4 separate regions of the Mus musculus genome follow, and all the other regions are linked to region 1. Evidence: chromatin contacts called from public HiChIP or PLAC-seq data. All regions are on one chromosome and are shown on one strand. The core of a region is the stretch at or near the end of the contact, and the rest is flanking DNA. Distances in the headings are between cores, read along the strand shown. Region 1 has its middle 180 kb from the start of Gm24212. Region 2 holds the start of Chd9 (chromodomain helicase DNA binding protein 9). Region 3 has its middle 12 kb from the start of Gm35797. Region 4 has its middle 34 kb from the start of Gm46048.

What was found. HiChIP or PLAC-seq counts read pairs in DNA pulled down with a chosen protein or histone mark.
Region 2: a contact with region 1 is called in an H3K4me3 HiChIP or PLAC-seq map of forebrain, with 10 times the contacts expected there. The contact joins the promoter of Chd9 here to the enhancer-like site in region 1. A contact is called at or near these places in 1 of 39 promoter capture datasets (second pharyngeal arch cranial neural crest), 11 of 115 datasets of contacts at active chromatin or transcription factors (SST interneurons, astrocytes, embryonic basal ganglia and 8 more) and 2 of 9 other capture datasets (embryonic stem cells and pancreatic islet).
Region 3: an H3K27ac HiChIP or PLAC-seq map of SST interneurons shows a contact between it and region 1, with 7 times the contacts expected there. The contact joins two enhancer-like sites. A contact is called at or near these places in 1 of 484 Hi-C or Micro-C datasets (cerebral cortex) and 4 of 115 datasets of contacts at active chromatin or transcription factors (SST interneurons, differentiating embryonic stem cells, embryonic basal ganglia and 1 more).
Region 4: an H3K27ac HiChIP or PLAC-seq map of SST interneurons shows a contact between it and region 1, with 5 times the contacts expected there. The contact joins two enhancer-like sites. A contact is called at or near these places in 6 of 484 Hi-C or Micro-C datasets (cardiomyocytes, cerebral cortex, differentiating embryonic stem cells and 3 more) and 2 of 115 datasets of contacts at active chromatin or transcription factors (SST interneurons and astrocytes).

What each region holds. Positions count from the first base shown.
Region 1 is chr8:89,848,691-89,851,619 of GRCm38.p6, forward strand. No RefSeq gene overlaps it. Among named protein-coding and RNA genes, the nearest start is that of Gm24212, 180 kb to the left of the region's middle. Within about 2 kb of position 1,406, at least 29 of the 459 cell types and tissues checked have an H3K27ac peak or open chromatin away from gene starts, as enhancers often do. A contact at or near this core is called in SST interneurons, forebrain, neural progenitor cells and 1 more, where this site is marked.
Region 2 is chr8:90,827,439-90,830,367 of GRCm38.p6, forward strand. Chd9 (chromodomain helicase DNA binding protein 9) reads left to right here and starts at 1,397. Exons shown (of 40, transcript NM_177224.2): 1 at 1,397-1,476.
Region 3 is chr8:90,501,722-90,504,650 of GRCm38.p6, forward strand. No RefSeq gene overlaps it. Among named protein-coding and RNA genes, the nearest start is that of Gm35797, 12 kb to the left of the region's middle. Within about 2 kb of position 1,405, at least 18 of the 459 cell types and tissues checked have an H3K27ac peak or open chromatin away from gene starts, as enhancers often do. A contact at or near this core is called in SST interneurons, where this site is marked.
Region 4 is chr8:90,452,857-90,455,785 of GRCm38.p6, forward strand. No RefSeq gene overlaps it. Among named protein-coding and RNA genes, the nearest start is that of Gm46048, 34 kb to the left of the region's middle. Within about 2 kb of position 1,550, at least 23 of the 459 cell types and tissues checked have an H3K27ac peak or open chromatin away from gene starts, as enhancers often do. A contact at or near this core is called in SST interneurons, where this site is marked.

The DNA of each region.
Region 1 (2,929 bases), core at 156-2,655:
ACTCCTCTACAGAATGAAGACAAACCATCTCTAGAGCTCCTTGACAATAGGACCAGCACCTCCCTTTTAACTTTTCCCTCTGACTCTTATCCATCAAACTTTCCAGGCTGACAAACCATGAACTACATGGTTTTTAGTTTCCCATTATTAGGCATGTTTGAGATGAAAACTATTCATTTCCTAAATTGGAAATCTGGAGTTAAAATCATCCTGATACTCTGAAGGCTTGGTTCACTGATAGCAAGTGATACTCAGGGTACTGTGAAGTATTTTGTTTCTTTTTAAACTTTAGGGTACACAGCATCTCCATGAGATAGACTGTCACCTGTTATCTAACATACCAGAGTAGAAACAGTCAGAACAAGAAGCCTGAATCCACAGCACACTTACCTCAGAGCTACATGGCACTTGCTCTTAATTACTGGTCCAGGATCAAACTCCTCCTTGAAGCCTGGAGCAGTGACTCACACAGAGATTGCATTGTATGAATGAATTAGTGGTTGAATGAATGAGAAATATGCAAATATATTTGAAAATTATAAAATATTTTCAGATATTATTTTATCCATAAAAATCACTTATTTAAAAGTTGTTTTTATGTCGCAGAGATACACTTTACCATTTAACTCTAGACTTTATGGTAACATATATAAAATAAAAAAAAACTGATCTATTTTATTATCAGTTGTTTTCCTACAAAGCCAAACAAGACCTCACCTTTTTGATAGATCATGCAAAGACCAAGGAAACATCATATTGAAAGTGGGCTTCTATTCATGTATAGTATTTAAAAAGTAAAAATAAACCCACGAGTTTCAGACAAAAGACTTTAGCTTTTGTAGATACACAGTGTTGTCAAACATTTTGCTTTGCATACTCATGAGCTGCTGACCTGGTCCAGTCTCAAACCACACACAAGCAGCAGATGTCAGTGTTGTGCAACTTTCAGGCTGAATGCTCAGGAGGCAAGCCATCTTTGTTGCTTGGAAACAAGCTCGATAGTGATTTTATGCATACAAATGTAAGAGGCCTGAGTAAACCTTGAATGTAACACACACACACACACACACACACACACACACACACACACACACACACACACACACGCACATATATGCACACACATATGCACGTACACATGCATACATGCATTTCAAGAATTATGCATCCCCTTCTAAAGATGTAGCTGTGAATCAAGGGCTGGGATGGAAGAGCTCAGAATAAAGAGTAGGCCCTGTCAAATTTTCGTGGGCGAGAAGACATGGTGGGTAACTCCTTTGCCACACCTGTTTCTGCAGAGAGAGGTAACTCTAAGTTAGCCTTGTCTGAGGAACAGACAGTGTTTCCTACTTCACTATGGTTCTGACAACTAAACAGGCTAAGAGACTTGCAAAATGCAATCTCCTATGCCCCTGGATAATGATAGGTTGTTTGCTCTGATGTTGCTACAGGCTTCCACTTAGCACTTGGAGACGCAAACATTGTAGACCTCTTTTACTAATAACCAGAGTAGAAGCTGACTATCAGTAATTTATTTGAAAGGCACTACATAAAGGAGAAGTGATTGTAGGCAACAATGGGGAGAGACCAATGAGTTAGGTTTCTTATGGAGTATAACAGAAGGGGTAACTGTGGGCTATTTGTCTTTCTTCCACAAGGTGGTGCACTGGGAACGAGCTGAACTACAAAGGACACAGTGTTAGTGGTTGTCTTCTCTGTCTTAGGCAGCCTGATTCTGTCAGACCAGAAAAATGGTGCTGATTTTGGATTTGCTTATAGGACTGTCCAGCATTTCCTGGAAGTATAGCCTCATGAGTATAACAGGTAAAGCAAAAGAGAGAGCAGAGAACATGCAGGACAGCCTGGGAAGCCCTGCCCATTCCATAGTGAGGTAAAGAGCAGATCTGCTTCCAAAACACCGAGAATTTCAGCCCCAGGCTCTCCAGCTCAGGAACAGCTGCTGCAAAATTGAGCAAATTTACCATGCGGAAATATTTCCTCATAATATATAATATGATGATTCCTATTTTGAACTAGATTATTTTAATATGCCTAATCACAGTGAATGAACTTTGCCTCTCACTATCTTAACCTGCTACTTGAAACCTGCAAAGATTTCCTTCAGTGGAATTTTCCACAGTGTATCAAAATCAGACCCAACATAAAATAATGATGACATTCCAATTTTACTAGCCTACCTCTGACCTATTTGCACAGAATCTTCCCTGCCTCTACCTGGCTGTAAATCTATTAGCTGATCATTATAAATTCAAATCTAGAAATAACTTGGGAAAATGGGATTAGCAATGGCTTTGTAGATTAAATTCATACTCTTTTGGAAATATTACGTGTGTGGGATTTTTGTTATCATTAACTAACTTGATAGTCTCACTACCCTACAGCCTAAATATTGCTGCTTTTAGTGCTAATTGATCACGATTACACATCACCAGATATTCAATTATTCAAGTCAACAAGGAAGAGAGAAGCAGAATGCATGGACACAGGTGTTTGAACTCCAGTTCCCAAACTCCAAGGGTAAGAGTAGAGTGGCGTAGAGATCATGAGGAAAAGATTTATCAAGGGAGCCAGCCTATGTCAAAACACAGCACACAGAAGAGCGGACTCAAAGCCAAAGCTTGTGTAATAAGTATTTGTTGGCTCACAAGATAGAAAACAACAAAAGTTGATCAAGAACCATCACAGGCCTAGTCCTCAAGGCCCTAGTTTTTGTCACAAAGAATTGTCATTTTAACAAATAAAAACTCTTTCAGAATTCCAGACTTATCTTGGTTGATGCACAAGTCTGAAAAAGAAACACACCCTTGTAAAATATTCTGCAGAAAGTCTTTGGTGTTAGCTTTTCAAAATTTAAAAGCCAAATTCATAGATAGTATCTGAAAGTAGTCAGTACCCCCCAAACAGAAGT
Region 2 (2,929 bases), core at 147-2,646, 980 kb after region 1:
AAGAAGAAGAAGAAGAAGAAGAAGAAGAAGAAGAAGAAGAAGAAGAAATAAAGGTTGCATGAGTGCATTAAATAATCCAGCATTTAAAAATAATCCACTAAAAATTATATACTTGCATACTGTGTGTGTGGCAAGTGCCTATACCTGCTGAGACATTTCCCAGGCTAGCCTGGAGTTTACTATGTAAACCAGACGCTGCTTCTGACTCCCGAGTACAACCAATCACCACTCCGGCAATTTTTTGTTTTTTCTAAATCCACTATTTTTTTTAAGGGATTCATTATACTTTTTTTAAAAAAGATTTATTTATTTATTATATGTAAGTACACTAGCTGTCTTCAGACACACCAGAAGAGGGAGTCAGATCTCGTTAGGGATGGTTGTGATCCACCATGTGGTTGCTGGGATTTGAACTCAGGACCTTCGGAAGAGCAGTCGGGTGCTCTTACCTGCTGAGCCATCTCACCAGCCCTAAATCCACTATTTTTGTAACACTGTCCACTATGTCTTAGTTAGAAGAAAATACTGAAACCTGCTGGAAAGGACCGGCCTGAAGATCCCCTCAGCTCTACAATGCGTGGTAATAGGACTTCCGTGGACAGTGGACTTCATTTAGCGTCATCTGATCTTAATTATCAGCTAATTAGTTCTCAGCCTGGAGCAGTTCTCCCTCCAACCAGGGAGACATTTGGAAACCCAAAGGGGTGTTTTTGGCGTCACAGTGATGAAGGAGGTTGTTGCTGGAATGTGAGGCTAAGGAGTCAGGGATGCCAGGCGACCCGCCAAAGACATGCTAATGAGCCTCCGGAAGAAACACCACCTGGGTGGCCAAATCCCAAGGGTTCTAATTGTGTCTCCGGGACTCCACCCCCGTACTGGTACAGACAGGGTTGTTACAGACAGGTCAGCAGAAGGTAATGGAGGCATCAGAAAACCAGGGAAAGGGTGGGAGGTGACGTGAAGGACTGCTGATAGGGATAGGCATCCCTGGGCTTGAAATAAACCCAGTCCGTGGCATCCTCGGATGCTCCCAGGGTGTTTAAAGGAGAAGCCACGCCAGACTAGGGCGTACTGAAAGCTGACGGTGGAAAGGAAAGATCCATGAGCCCTGCCAGGAAAATCCCAGGGTGGATCCCAGGTCAGAGGCCCAGACCTGACAGCTCCTCCACGCCTCCAAGAAAAAGTACAACAAATTCCGTTCCCCACGCTCCCCAAGGGGTGAAGGTGGTGCAGCCCAGGCCAAATCTGCGCCCCCCCCCCGGGCTCCGCGGTGTTGGAAGCCACCAGCGTGGGAAGGCCCAGCTGCATTTCCGCCCTGCACTGCGCTCGCACCTCCCAGCCCCTGCCCGCGCTACCATCTTACGGCCACTAGGTGGTGCCTGCGCTCTAGTGGCGCCTGTCTGGCGCCGGCGAGGGAGACAGATGGAACCAGAGTCCTAGGGTTCCGGGGACTGGAGGACAGCGCCGGCAGCTAAGGTAAGGATTCCTCGGGCGTGTCCCTAGAATGTCTGAGGCTGGGGTGGGTTGGCCGCCGCGCAACCTCGTTTGTGGTTTGCATTGATGACCAACGAGGACAGAGCGGCCACATGTGCTGTTGCCCCAAGAGGACCTGGAGCCCCGCTGTCCCAGAGCTGGGCCTAAGCTGAGCAGAACCCCAGGTCCCTGGCTCGCACTCAGACATCCTTCACGAGCCTGGGCCTCCGGAAGGCACGCCCAGCCCCCACACAGCAAGTCTTCAACACAGAAAGGTGGGACTGCTGTCCTAGGGTGCCTCCAGTTGAGCTGAGGGGAGAACAGGATCGCAGCACTTCTCAAACTTGGGCATGCATTGATTGTTGGTTAAGGGATAGTAAGGCATGCTGCTGTCTGGGTTCCATGCCTCCACCCCCACCCCGAGCCCCAGATGTAATTGGTTTGAGTTGGACGTGGGGAGCTTTTATTAAAAACTTCCCCCAGGGGATTCCAGCTTGCAGCCAGATTCAAGGGCTCTTTGACCAAAAGAGTTAGAGAAGACCCTATTACAAGCCCGGAAGGCTTCTCTTCCCTCCCCCTCCCTCTTGCCTTTTCAACCAGCAATTGCCTCTGCCTTTGGGCTGTCAAACTCAGTGTGACAAGCCAACACCCTACCCCAAAGGGTGGAACTCAGAAGTGCCAGAGAAAAGAGAGCCAATCAAATCATGTACAGTATGAAAGGGTTCCCCAAGTGGATAGGAGGAGAGAGGGGTTCTCCCCCACTCTAATCCCAGATGAGTGCAGGAGTGGATCCAGGCTGCACTCATCCTTCTGATCAATGGAGCCAAGCACACCCGGGGGCGGGGGGGGGGGGTGGACGACGACTTTGTAACTAGTAAAAAATGGCCCCGTGAATCTTATGTAACAGCCAAGTGTTAGCAGCAGGAGCCTGGACTCTCCAGAGCCAGCCCTCCCTTATTTGTGTCTTTAAATAAACTCACTCAATCACCCTCACTTTCAGTTTCCACATCTATGGAATGGGTACAGAGGTATAAAACTCTCAAGAGTTGCTATGGGAACGATTAAGACTGAAAGCCTGTGTTTACAGATAGTAGTTCTGTGCCAGGCACAGTTCATCCTGTGCACCATCACAACTCTTATCATAATCCACAGAGTAGCAGGTACTGTAGACAGAAGTAACCCATCTGGGAGCTAAGATACCCCACTTTGATGTCCCAAAAGCTGGGACTTAGGAACCAAAGGGCTTGCTGGAAGTTATCAACATGATCAGAGGCAGACTAGGAGCTAGGAATGTGGCTTTGTTGCTAGAGTGCTTGCTAAGTATACATGAGACCCTAGGTTCTCTCTCTCTCTCTCTCTCTCTCTCTCTCTCTGTCACACACACACACACACACACACACACACACACCACACATACACACACACACACACACACACACACACACACCAAGCAGAT
Region 3 (2,929 bases), core at 155-2,654, 650 kb after region 1:
TAGTCGAGTATCAGTGATTCTGTGGCCCTCTCAGACTAACATGGACAACTTTGTGTGGAAGGTCATGTAGATTCTCTCTAGGAGAAAAGGGAACGGTCCTCCTAAGTCCTTGCTGGCACCCCTCCAAGGATAAGGGCACCCATTTGGAGACTGTGTCTTCTGAGAGACAGAGTTCTAAATCTTCTTCCACCAAGACAGCATGGGTGCCAGCTGCTGAAACTCTTGGTGCTTACTTGTGGCATCCACACAGAACTTTTCCGGGGAATGGTCTGTCCTGAATAGCTATGCTTCACTCTAGGTCCTACTCAGTTCTGGGCTGCCTTACTGGTCAGTCTCAGTAAGTTAGAGCAAGACTAGCCTAAGTACCAGTTGATAAACTCATCAACACATTTTGTCACCGAGCAGTTTGCCTGAATGAAGCACCTGGATGGTGTGAGAGAGGCAGGGCAACTTCAGTTTTAAATGGCACACTGAGAGCTTACTCTAGACGAGGAAGAAGGAAACGTGTCCATGGAAACAGGCCCAGGAGTGTTCTACCAGGTGCTCCCACAATGTCTCCGTATCTCCTTTCTGCTTTGTTGTGATTGGCTTCCATCTCAGATAGTCGGTGGCCAACCATGAAGCTCATCAGCTTAGAGCAAAAAGAAACAAGATTTCCTCTTTCCCAATAGATGCAGCAATGTCCAAAATAGAGTTCTTGCCCTTCCTGGCCTGGCTCACCTGAAACCAAGTATCATAGCAAAGGAAAGAAACAGACTCTGATTGGCTGGGCCTGTTCTCACCTCCAGTATCAGCGGACCCAGTTACTCACATAGACCTATGGAGACTGACACACTAGAAGTGGGTGGAAAGCTTGGGTGCTCTTACTGAAAAGAGGAGGAATAGATGTTCGACTACATAACCGTTTGTTAACCTGTGACCACTCATCTTAAAGACATATACTCCAAAGCACAAGAGCTAGGATCCAATGCAGGCCCAGTCATACGTAGCTCAGAAAGACCTGGTGCCCAAGTCCAGGTGAAAACCTTCCAGATAAAGTCAGGGATGTCCGCAGCCTCTCCAGCAAACAAGCCACACAGAGGGCTACTCCTGTTCCATGTCCTCTCAGTATCTAAGCAGTGTGCTTCTCAAGGCTTGTGTTAGCCTGTCAGAATGAAAGGAGTAGCATGTATTTTGATTTCTGTTACAAACACGTTGTTTCAGAAATAAAGTTGGCATGGCAGGAATCTTGGTTGATTTAATCTCTGACATGGGAAGCTCATTTATAGCATCACAGCCTTCTGAATGTTTAAAAACTCAAGTGTTATAAGCCTGCTGTGCTTTTCCTGCAAAGTGCAAAACAGCACTAAATGAATAATACCACCTGGCCCAGCAGCACCAGCAGGATCCAGCATCAAACATAGGTTCAGTCTGTTCCCGGTGTGTGGACTTCCCTCTGCTGGGGCTTCAGTCATCTTGCAGAAATAGTCCCATGCCAAGGAGATCTCTCTCTCTCTCTCTCTCTCTCTCTCTCTCTCTCTCTCTCTCTCTCTCTCTCTCTCTCTCTCTCTCTCTCTCCCTCCTTCCCTCCCTCCCTCCTTCCCTTCCTCTCTCCCTTCTTCTCCCCTTCCCTCCCTTCTTCTCTCCCCCTCCATCTCCTGAATGCAGAAATTCCAGATCAGCTGACTCATGCTGCCTCTTTTCCCAAAATAACCTTTCCCAAAGCAGCTCTCCTCCAGATGCACAGCTAGAACGTTTGATCTTAAAACAACCTAAGATACTCCTGTTTTCCCAGTAAATGTGGGTTTTACACGATGTACCCCTCCACACCACCTCCCTACACCCAAAACCCCACTCACTCTTGGTAAAATTACATGCCTATATAGGGTACTCTAGGTATGTAAGTCTATCTTCTTATTACAAGAGAAGTTTATCACAGGCAAGTTCAGACTGAAGTTGCTTAGGTGTACATAAGCCAATCAGACATTGGCATCTTAGGGAACAGGATATCACATGACACCTGCAAGATAAAGTTTTATATGAATTTATAGGAACGTGTGAACAGCACAGGATCTGTACTCTTCCTAAGCAGTGTGCTTTTCCAGGCTAAAGAAATAATGTTTCTTTTTCTTTCCTTTTTAATCTCACTGTCAGAGGTTACAATTTTGACATTTAGACAGAAAACAGATTGCTTATAGTTTAGAAGCTGATAGAAACTCTTTCTAGAATCTAGCTACAAAGAAATCCACATCAGGGATTTTCAGTAAAGAATGGGACACAGAACAACTAGGGCCTCTCTCTTACACTCCTCATCACCAGTGGAATTAGGGAGTCTTCACCCCCTAGAGCTTCCAGGGACTAAACCACCAACCAAAGAGTCCACATGGCTCCAGCCACATATGTAGCAGAGGATGACTTTGTCAGACATCAACGGGAGGAGCGGCCCTTGGTCCTGTGAAAGGTCGATGCCCTTTGGAGAATGCCAGGGAGGAGACAGGAGTGGGTGGGGAGATGGGTGAGAATCCTCATAGAAGCAGGGAGAGGGAGAATGGGATAGGGGGTTTCTGAAGGGAAAACAGGGAAAGGGGATAACATTTGGAATGTAAATAAATAAAATATCCAATAAAAAAGGAAGTCCTCACCCAAAAGAGGTTCTTAAAGATGAGCCAGGGACCTGCAAGAATAGCATGAAGGTCTGAGGTCAGTTCTCTTTGGATACAGCCCCTATACCCATGCATATTCTCCTAGCATTAAATGGACCTGGTCGGTGGGTTTTACAAAATAGTACATGAAGTTGAAACAGAAAGCTGAAGAGAAAGGAGTATGGGGTGGATTTGTTCAAGATACATTATATTCATATATTAAATCTTCAAACAATATATTTTTAGGAGGAGGATGAGAAGAAGAAAGATGAGGAGGAGGAGGAGGAAGAGGAGGAGGAGGACTCTCA
Region 4 (2,929 bases), core at 300-2,799, 600 kb after region 1:
GGATGTGAGTAGGAGTATTGCATCCCCTTCTAATAGATCTGGAAAGTCCCCAGAGAAGGATTCTCATTGCTCCAGCTTGGGTCAGGAGCCCATCACTTACCTGTTGTGGCCAGGATGGTGATGAATAGGCAAGCATCTCACCAGTTCCTCTTTACTAGTTTCTGTCATCAAAAGGGGCAGTGACCTCTACAGAAGTGGTTATAAATCGTGTTCTTGTCCTCCAAGTCTTCCTGACAAACAGATCTACTCCAAAAAAGGAAAGAAAACCATATCCACAGATATGTGTAGTTCTTCACATGGAGTCTTAAGGAACTGCCTGACCTTGAATGTCTTACTGGCCCTCATATTAGCTTGTCTATACAAAGGATGCTTATAAATATTTATTTCCTATTTTAATTATGTCTGTGCACAATGTAAATGTCTTGTGTGCAAAGGGGCAGAAGAGGGAAATGAGAAATATTGGAACTAGTGTTACGAAAGTTTGTTTGCTATAATGTGGGTGCTGGAAACTGAACCCAGGTCTTCTACACTGTGTTCTTAGCCACTGAGCCACTTCTCCAGACTCCCACATGATTTGAATGTTAGTGGGAGAATTCCTAATGGCTGATCATTTTCAGAGGCACAGTACCTACTTGCACTTCAAATCACACCCAGCTCTCTTCTCCTTAAGCCTATCTCAAGTGTGCATGCCACATCCTCTCTTACTTTGCTCCTCAGACTCTGCTCCAATCCCTGCTAGGAAGGCAGGAGAGCATTTATATTCTGACAGAGTAGGGAGGTGGGAAATTGCATGATATCAACCAACTTTGAGCATCAAGAGGAAAATAAAAACAATGGCCCCGAATTGCGGATTTTAAAATGCAGGGATACAGTTCTGTTCTGAAAAAAGGAGGGCATCTTTTCTATAAAAACTGGGTAGAGGAATATTTCACATGGAAAGCTTCCCTAGAGCAAATTGGAAGTCAGCACAATGCCCGGGCATGCACTTGTTTAAGCCTGGAAGAATGTATGCCCAAATTTGCACACACACACACACACACACACACACACACACTCCATTCTTTATACATACATATTTACACACAATATACATAAAGAATGACCTTCTCCCGCTCCACCCTCCTGCTGCCTGCAACGGTAACATTTACTGAAGGTTTTATTACAAAAGCCACAAAATGAAATTCTAATCAATAATAGTTTCCAGGATGGTGAGGGGGAAAAAAAGGGAATTGAATACATTCATAGGTAAAAGATGCCATTATCTCAGTTCAGTAACTATGAAAGAGAAATAGATGAAAAAATCCGGGTTTTATATTAAAACCCAGCACAGCTGTAGAGTTACATAATAAAGCATTGCCTGTATCCATGGCAATGAAAGTAATTGATGCAGCACAAGTTATTTTTATAAACCCAAACAAAAAAATTCAATCAGAAATGTCTCTCCCCATTTTGGGGGCATTGTATATTTTGTATCTGTACATAATGCCCACATTTAGAGTCTGAATGCACCCTCTATTGATCAGCCTTGCTGAATAGGACGTGCTGCCTTCCCTGAATATTCAGGATTAGAATCCTTCGGCCTAGTTCCCACTTCTTCTCATCAGACTTCCTCTGAATACATTACACCATGCTTTAAAATCCAAGCAGTGCCGACTTGAGAGCGAGTAAATTAGCCAGGTTCCTGGTTTTGGAGGGGTTAGAGGGCCCAAATTTGAAGATATCTTCAGGATGCATGGACTTGAATGGCATCACTACTCCCAAAGCCAGAAAACCTCATTTACACACACACACACACACACACACACACACACACACACACACACACACACACCCTTAGTGCCTAGAACAGAGCTAAGCACACAGCGAGCCTTCGAAAACAATCAGGGCACATGGCTCATTAATCACTCCAGTTTGATTGGCAAAGAATAACTGAAGACACCTATTACAATCATATTCTAGGGCCACACTTCATCCTTGTATTGGCTCTGCAGAGGAGACACATGGGACCCTATAGAGTGAATTCATCTTTCCAAGAGTTCTTGCCATTAAGAGCTATAGCAAAGCTGGGTGACCTGGGCAGGAGAACAGATCCTTTCCTATTTGTTGATATCAGCTCTCTCTCCTTTGAAAGTCTTAATACATTTTTTTTAAACAAAGGGCCTTTTTCTGTTTTCATTTTGAGGTGGGTACAAACTTGGTATTGATAGATGATCCTACAAAGATATGAAAGTCAAGAGCATGCACTTAGCAAATAGGCATGGGTAAAAATTACAGCTTTATTTCTTGACTGGATAGAAGATCTTCGCAAGTGAAAACTCTGGGCTTCTGTGTACTCATCTATGAAAGGAGGATAATAGCAATATCGACATGGGGACTGGCTATGAAAACGTCATGGCAGGATATTTGTAATGTGCTCATGGTTTGATGAAGAGTGAAGCTTTGCTCAATGAACACAATGAATGTCCAAGTTTCACTGAGTGAAAGGACTGAAGAATAGAGGAGGCTACAGCTGAAGGCAGGCTAGGGAGGACTACCTAGGCTCTTGCCGTGCTGACACTGTGTGACTGTACAAACTGCTTCAAACAAAACAGCCATACTGCAGATTGGTCATAAAAGCCACTCGATGAGCTCTCCCTGCCCCTGCACATCATATCAGCTGCATTCTAGAATCTGCTCAGTGGGTGGCTATGCAAGGTGGGTAGAGAAGCTGCCAGCATGAAGCCCCCTCCCACAACCCCCACCACCCAATGTTACTGTTAGATTCACTGGCCATGGTGGGAACTTGAGCTATGTTGGGACAGGTGACAAGACAGACAATGAAGAGTCCCATGAGCAGCTTTCTATCACCTGTCTCATCCATAGGGATACATACTCACAGACATTCATCTCTCTTGATCAGTGTCTCTACAGTGTCACACAAAATCATGTA